Linked DNA regions of Hordeum vulgare: region 1 is linked to region 2. Evidence: chromatin contacts called from public Hi-C data. All regions are on one chromosome and are shown on one strand. The core of a region is the stretch at or near the end of the contact, and the rest is flanking DNA. Distances in the headings are between cores, read along the strand shown. Region 1 holds the start of LOC123402184 (chaperone protein dnaJ 16-like). Region 2 holds the start of LOC123402540 (alpha-mannosidase I MNS5).

Region 1 (4,150 bases), core at 293-2,792, 240 kb before region 2:
CACGAGAGACACGGTTTTACCTTCGTGAGAGGCGCAGCCGTGCCTTTCGAAAACGAAAAAAAATGTGTTTTCTGTTTTTTTTCTATCGCGAGAGGCACGATTTTTTCGTTTGATTTTTCTCGTCCTTTTTCATGAAAAAAAAGTTCGTCAAAACCTTATCAACATGATATCTTGTTTTGATGATCTGGACGCGAAAAACACAACGATGAAAATGGTTCAAGATTTATACGCACAGTTTGAAAGATAAAATATTTTAAAAATACAGATCTACAAAAAAGAAAAAAAACTCTTAGGCTATGACAAATGACACACATGTAATACGTCACTTGTCTAATCTAAAAAAATAAAAAATAATCTTTGAAAAAAGTACTCCTTAATTAATGATTTCGGATGTCCTACGGTGCAAGATGTTCAAACACAAAGTGCAAATCAAGTCACCATCTCCTCCTGCTGCAAGGGGATGCAGTCCTCGCTGGTCGCGGGCCAGGCCGAGCTCAATCATTCGCGATCTCATGTCGATTTAATCCACGATATCCATCTGGTTGCAACCAGACAATTTCCACAGGTAAGCAAGTGGGACCTCGGATTGGATCCTCCCGTGTACACCCTGCTACAGTTGGCCCTCTTGATCGCCGTGTCGTTGCATGCGTCTGCATCGGCAGGACGCCGTGAACCCGTCTAGCTAATTACGGTACGTAGGAGCCTTGTTGTTTATGCAGCAATCAGCATCGTATTTGCCGGAACAGCGGCGAGGAAAGCTCGGGATTTGCTTGTCCTTTCTTCTGGAGATGGCCGCTCTTCGGAGTTTACAGGACAACTTTAGCCATGATGGCATGATCGGCATGATCGGATATGCCCTTTGCTTGTAGTGTTGGGCATGGTATCAAGCCATACGAGCTGCCGCAGTACGTGTGCAAGCAATCCTTCATTTTCCATCTATATGCAACTAAAATTTGAGCCATATAATAAATACTTTCATTGTTTGTAATTATAAGTCTTTTTAAAATTTTCGCTACGCAGATACAAAGTAAAATGAATAAATTTACATTTTGAATATATCTATATACATCTATATGTAGTTTGTAGTGAATCCATGGGCTCTCCGGTGTTACCTAAAATTTCCAAGGTTTGTGATATTTTCCTTTTGGGCTGTTTTGGGATGCGATATTTCTCAAGGTATCTCATGTTTTTCCTGAGGGGTGAAAGTGAAAAGTCAAACGATTTAACATTTTCCGAAAGTCAGTCTGCATCAGCTGGACCCGATGCATGCGCTCAAACGACCCCACCTGTCACCGGTCACAAACAGACCCTCTAACTCCGTCACTTACAAGTGCGCCCAACGGTGCGCGGGCCCGTCGAGCCATTCAAACCGGCTCCGCCGACTCGCCAACGGTTTGGACCCGGAGCGCGACCGAGACCGGGACACGGTAACCCCGGCCGGCAAGGCCCCGGTCCAACGAGGCAAGGCGGCCCACTGCCCGACGGGCCCCGCATGCCGGCCCCTAAAATAATTCGCCTTCGCCCCTCCCTATCGGCTATCGCCTCTCCCTCCTCGCCCTCGTTTCGTCGCCATCCCTTCTCTGTTCCTCTGCTCCTCTCCTCGCCACCGTCCCAAATTAGCAGCGCCTGCAGCTCGCCAGCCCCCCGCTGCCGGCGGAATCCCTAGGTTCTGCCCCTCCGGCGCAGTCTACCGCCGCATTCGCCGCCGCGTACGCCCGCGGCGGGTGGTAGGCGCGCGCGCTCCTCGCCGCCGCCGCCGCTGCTGCTGCTGTAAGATCTGAGCGAGCTGCTGCTGCTGCCGTGTGGGTCCGGGGGTAGGGATACCGTGTTTGGAGGGCGTGGAGGCGGCGTCTATGGCGGGCCCCAAGTTTGGGTCGTTCAAGTCGGAGACCAAGGGGGACTCGGCGGCCGGCGCCGCGGCGCAGAGGAGGGACCCGTACGAGGTGCTGGGGGTGGGGCGCAATGCCACGGAGCAGGAGATCAAGAGCGCCTTCCGCCGCATGGCCCTCAAGTAAGTCAAGCTCGAGGATTTGGCCTCCTGCTCTTGCTGTGCTCCTCACGAGTCAGCCAGCTTGCCAGGATGGTACCAACTGCTAAAATTCGTGCTGGGTATAGCGTATTTCATATGGAATTTGCTCCTGCTACGGGAACATTAGCTGATTCTGGATGAAATTGTCGCTTCTCGCAACAACAGAGGCACACAATTTCTTGGGACCTTTTTTTTAATCGCTTGTTAAGACCAGACCAGGATGTCTATATAATTCAGTAGCTCTCAGCTAGCTTTTTTAGTAGTAATGGTTTGACGAAGGGCAATAATGCAGCGGCTTGAGTAATTTTCTGTTTATACGCTTGTCCTGAAGGTACCATCCAGATAAGAATGCAGACGACCCTGTGGCCTCGGAGAAATTCCAAGAAGCCACATTCTCTTACAACATCCTCTCAGATCCGGATAAAAGGCGGCAGTATGATTCCTCTGGATTCGAGGTGATCTGTGCTTTGATTTCAGTAGTTTGATGAGTTGCTTGTTTTTCTTGTGACTAATGCTTTTCTTGCCATTCAGGCCATCGAAGCAGATAGTCATGAATTAGAGCTGGACCTATCAAGTCTCAACACTGTAAATACAATGTTTGCTGCTCTGTTTAGGTAGCTTGTTCAGGACATCACTCTTTTGTTCTCTAATATCTGTCTGGTTATGACTTATGAGGTTATGTACTGATAGTTGTGTTTGTGCAGCAAGCTAGGAGTACCAATCAAGACCACAGTTTCGGCAACAGTTTTAGAGGAGGCATTGAATGGCTCAGTGGAAATTGCTCAGCTTCATTTGGGCAAATCTGTATGCAAGAAGGTTGGCAACTATCCGCCTCGTTTCATCTCCATGCATTCTTTTTGTCGAGTGAGTAACATTTTAGATTTAACACATTGGCAGGTGGAAAAACAATCAGCTCATTTTTATTCAGTGGACATAACAGAAGAAGAAGCTAAATTGGGGTTAGTGTGTAGAGTTAGTTCAACTGCTAAAAGTAAATTCAAGGTTAGTTGCAAACTCGCCGTTAGCATCTATCTGTCCTGTTCATTTGACAACTTAACTACTCCATTACATTACTTTGGCTGAGAAGCTTTCCCTTCTGTTACTTGTAATGTTGCACTTGGATAAGTCAACCAACCTATCTGTTCTTTTCTGGTTAACTTTTTTGCATTCTGGATGTTAAGAAATTTGTGGTGATATGTGCACCATTTCAATAAGACATATAACTCTTTGTTTATCATGTCATTGATAATCACATTTCAAATAATCACGTACACAGTACATAGTATTTTGTATTATTGCACTGCAAGTTTAGCAAATTTTCAGGTTTCTTCCCGTGAAAAAGTTCTTATTTCTAAGGCAGGTTTTTTCCCTTTCAGTTGCTCTATTTTGAACCTGAAGAAAATGGTGGGTTAAGCCTTGCTTTACAGGTACGTTTATCTGGCCTGTCATTTATTTGTCCGAACAAACATAATTTGCAGCATTTTCTTCTATTCATTATTTCAAGGCGTCCTGCTTCGAACACTTCGGCGGCAAGGCGCCCTGGCAGCTCCTTCCAATTTTGCCAGCCTTAGGCTCCTAGTGTTGCTTAGGTGTCAAGGCGGTGGGTGCTTGCTTTAGGATGCCTTACCGCATAAGAACACTGCTTCTATCTGTAACTAGTTTGTCGCCTGCCAAGCGTGAATTTTCAAAATGCATGATTTGTTTCTTGCCATCAGCTTTTTATCTTTTCTAAACCTCCGCTTCTTACTGAAAAGGGTGTGTGTCACATAGTCCAGAAGACATTCCAAATCATGGTCGTTGGGTGCATTATTTCATGTTTCTCTGTAATTTGTATTTATTGCACACAATTATGTTTCATCACATCCCTCCTTGTGTTAATGCTTCCTTATGTGAATTTTTGAACTTGAGCTTGCATTGCAATACTTGGAGCTTGTGAAGCCCAGAATCTCTGCTTTGTTGATACGGTTGGAACTTCCCTCACCTTGGTATAATTAGGGAACTTAAAAAAATGCATTTTGCTAATTCATGTAAATATCAGATATGTCCGCCAGCATCATCTGAGGTTTAGATATGGACTGTATATCTCTAGGGACACCAGCTATAAACTGCTTTCTGCATAAT
Region 2 (4,322 bases), core at 1,773-4,272:
CATTTGGTAAGGTGAAATGAAACCGGTGGCCTCATAATTTTCATGTCGAACTACATATGTGGGGTTTCTTACTCGAGCCTTCCTCCAACAAGAATGAATTTATCCAAAAGTGTAATAGCATAACTCTGAAGGTGAATTTTATGACTAGTCTTATTTTCTTTCAAGGGACAAATATTAGCATCTTTTAAGGAAAAAAAGGTGATCACTCACATTAGCCTTTGATTTAAATCCTTTGATCATAGCATTTTCCTTCTTATAGCCTTCCATAAAACCTACTCTGCTTGAAATACACTAAAGTTTTAGCTTTGTACTAGATCAAAGTTTTTAAAGTTTGACCAAGTCTGCCAAGATCTACAATGTCAAATAGTTACATTATTAGACGTCACAAAATGTACTAACGTATTGTAGATATATAGTCGTCCTATTGCTTTTTTCTATTTTCCCTTTGCACCGTTTTAGCCAGATTTTCCTTATAAACTAGACCAATTCGTTTTTGAGCTGATACATGTGAGGTTCAGTACTAGCTTGAATCATAGATGCAAATTCTCTTTGAGTTGATACATGATTGACATATATGTTTTAGCATAAATGAGATGGTTGATGTATTTTGTAGTATCATTAATATGATGTTTATGCATTCTTGTAGAAGAAACACATGAATGATGATTGCTCGATGAAGAGGTGTATGCTCAATGCCATTCTCTTTAGTAGAAGATGAATGATGGTCCACACAAAAGTGTGCAAATATGAAGTTTTAATAAGGGGTCTGCTAAACGTCGACCGAGTGATGTTTAGAAAACATCTATCACCTCGGTAGCCGTAGGATCGCAAGCTCGATAACCGTGTGATCTTGTTCTCGTAAGCATGCATCAACCTTTGCAACAAGGCTTGTGTTGCACTTGGCGTTTGCAACACGAGACTTGTTGCGCACCTGCACTACAGTTTTTGCAACCAGGTCTATGTTTCAGAAAAAAAAACTTCGTTGTTGGCCTCTTTGCAACAAACCTAGTGTCAAGCTTGTTCCCTTTGCAACAAGAGGTTGTTGCAGGAACAAAAAAACCTTGCAATCGGTGGTCATTCGTCGCCCCGATTTGCAACAAAGTTGTTGTTATAGAAATTTGTCATGCAGCAACATCATCTCGTTAACAATGTCAACCGAAGAAGCTTCTAGCGGAGGTCATGGCTTCAAGAGCTCGATCGGGTTGGGGAAGGGAGGAGGGGTGTGGGAGGAGTAGGAAAAAAGGAGAAAGGATGGGCGGCGACAGAGGCCTACCTTACCGGCGAACTACGGCTAATGGCATGGACCGGCGGCGAGCGGAGCGCATGCATGGCACGGCGAGCGTCTCGTGTTGGTGGAGCTGAGAGACGAACTAAAATAAAAGGGAAAGTTGATGTGATGCTGCGTGAAATTTCTAGAAAAGAGTATGTGTTGTGCGGGACCATGAGACACATTTCGACCGGCGTAGAAGGTCAACATAAAAATTGGATCCGTTGATTGAACACAATTATTTACTTTTTAGTAAACGTCCGGAGATCTATACCTACTATTAAAAAAATAGGTATTCTTAGTCCGTCTATTAAAAGAAATAGGTATTCTTAGTCCGTCATGCGTTTTTTAAAACCAGTGAGATTTTATCCAATGAATCCGCGGTCCTGAATTTTATTTGAAAAAAAAAAAGATTCGCAACCCTGAAAGAAAATAGGTGTGTTTTTAGTTAAAAAAACAAATTCACGATGGCAATGGAGTTCGAACTCACCATCATTCCATTGTATAAAATCAACAAGGAGATTCAGTGTTGCCAACTAATTAATCCCACCTCGCCCTCATAAATTAAACTCTATCAATTTATATAGGCCAATGAGTTACACATAATCAACAAGGAGATTCAGTGTTGTGGCTCTATGATACAAGAAAATAGAGGCGAAAGGAAATAGAGAGACAGAAAAATAAGTAAGCAAAGGTCCTTCCAAGAAAGAAGGAGAAAGGGAAAAATGCTAATGGCAAGAGCGAGGGAGGTGACCAAAGAGTACGACAGCCGACAAGGAATATTTAACGGACTAAGAGATATAGCTTATCACTCGCAATGCACATGTTCGGTAAAACATCATAACTATGCACACTTGCCAAATTGGTGCTACGTATTTTTTTAAAGGTCGAATTTGACTTTATTTGCGTCCATAACAAACTTGTACTGATTGGGTTTTAGGATGCGAAAACTAAAAGGAAACAAATATCATGATTAGACGATGCACAACTATTTCATGTGTTGAGAAAATGTTGATCTCCAAAATATGCTTTTACAATAAAAGATTAAAAAATTCAAAATTCTGTAATTATTTTAAAACAAAGAAATATTTGTGTTTTCTACAAAGTACAAAATAAAATCAAGTACTAGACTATTTGATGAACCACTACTCTTTCATCACATGAAAGATGTTAGGGTGGCTTCTTTACATCCACGTGTCATACTCCCAAAAATTATAAACTTATTACCGATGTTTACCGAAATTGAATATAAAAAATAACATGTACTCTCACACGGAACAGATTTTATGATACTTTTAGCCTGTTGCAACGCATTAATATTTGTACTACTCCTTCCGTCCTAAAATAATTGTCTTAAGCTTAGTACAATTTTGTACTAGAGCTAGTATAAAGTTGAGACAGTTATTTTGAGACGGAGGAAGTACTAAATATAAAGTTTGCAGTGAAGCTCGCGCGTGCACAAACACACGCAAAGGGTGCAAATTATTACCCCTGGTATTAAATTTGTATATCCCCGTTTCAGGTTAATATTACAGAAAGAAGAAAAAGAATCCGTGTTCAAAATCCTACGTGGCAGACAACGTGTCGTAATACTACGTACACGCAAGCATAAAACACGTCAGGTACGAGATCCGAGTACACGTCTACCAAATCCACGGGCGGAAGGAAGGAAAGGAACTAAACTATCCGCTCCCGGTCGTGCCGTGCGGGGTCCTGATCCCCATCCGACACCACCGTCGTCATCGGCTCCCAGTCCCACCTCCATCTCCATGCGATCTCCTCGGCCGGCGCGGCTAGCTGCCGTCGCGCTTCTCCTCGCGGCGCTCGCTGCGGCCGCGACCGCCACCGCCACCGCCGCCGCGGCCAGCAGGGACGGGTACGGGCGCGCGAGGAGGCTGCGCATGAGGGGCAAGGTCGTCGAGATGTGAGCGCTCCCCTGTCTTCTCTTCAGCTACCCTCAGTTCGAGTTCTGTCGGGTTTAGTCCGAGCTTTGGGACTGGGAAGGTTCCATTCTGTCGCGGCGATTTCGGTTTCATACGGGGAAGAAGATTCTAGCTGTCCTGTGAGCTCCGCCTTCTCTGGTCCGGGGACTTCTGTTCTAAGACAAAAAGCCCATGTAATTCGCGTCGCAGATAAAAATGCGTGCTTTGCTCATCCTGTTAAGAGTTCAGACGAGTGACAACATCTCGAGCTCAAGCCTAGAACCAACGTTTCGGCCCATGTGGTCAATGAATCGCCGCATAATCTCTGTATTTCACTTTTTCACTTTATCATCTCCTAGATCAAGTATGTTTGCCTTATTGCCTTGACCTTCAGAGTTCTGCAATAATTTGTCGCCCCCCCCCCCCCCCCCCCCCCCCCCCCTCTTCAGTTTCTAGATCGAGGCTTCCAGACTAGAGCCCCGTCTGCATATGATAAAGCATTCAACATACAGAGCTATACGTAAAGGTCGTCAACCTGCGAACTGTCACTGTCTAGCAAGCCTGCTAACCCACATAAGTGTGTAATGTAGTGTTCAATGCTTGGATTCTAGTACTGATCCATTTCCATTCATTTCAGGTTTTATCATGCTTATGACAACTACATGGCGTATGCATTTCCTGTATGTTCATCGGTTATTTTCGGAATACTTGAGCAAAATTCAGCTCATTTGTTCATGGCCAATCTGATGTTTTCTGTGTTGATACCTTTTCAGCATGATGAATTGAAGCCTCTTACTAAAGGCTTCACTGACTCCCTCAGTGAGCTGGGCAACCTAAATGTATTAATGTATCGACAAATTTACAGTTTCCAATTGACGCCACAAAAGCATAAAGATACCCCGGCGTAATATCACCTTTGTTCCTTGTAGCTTGAGCACTTGCCACAGGATTATAATGGATCAGCATTGTCACTAGTTGAGTCATTATCAAGGTACACTTTATGAAGCTGTAATGTTTCTGGATACTTTGAGATTTGTACTGCCTCTTCGTGATAATAAGAATATGAATTAGCACATTGTTTCTTCAAAAGGAAAATTGTATCCGTAAGATCGATAGGTGATGCCTCTCTGTTT

Evidence for each region. A called contact is a pair of places that touch in the nucleus more often than the background predicts.
Region 1: a Hi-C map of leaf shows a contact between it and region 2, with 5 times the contacts expected there. The contact joins the promoter of LOC123402184 here to the promoter of LOC123402540 in region 2. A contact is called at or near these places in 2 of 6 Hi-C or Micro-C datasets (leaf and seedling).

What each region holds. Positions count from the first base shown.
Region 1 is chr6H:509,826,913-509,831,062 of MorexV3_pseudomolecules_assembly, reverse strand. LOC123402184 (chaperone protein dnaJ 16-like) reads left to right here and starts at 1,542. Exons shown (of 11, transcript XM_045096063.1): 1 at 1,542-2,011; 2 at 2,361-2,484; 3 at 2,561-2,643; 4 at 2,734-2,845; 5 at 2,927-3,031; 6 at 3,406-3,456. The coding sequence starts at 1,854.
Region 2 is chr6H:509,586,797-509,591,118 of MorexV3_pseudomolecules_assembly, reverse strand. LOC123402540 (alpha-mannosidase I MNS5) reads left to right here and starts at 3,022. Exons shown (of 15, transcript XM_045096464.1): 1 at 3,022-3,191; 2 at 3,827-3,869; 3 at 3,963-4,028; 4 at 4,119-4,180. The coding sequence starts at 3,037.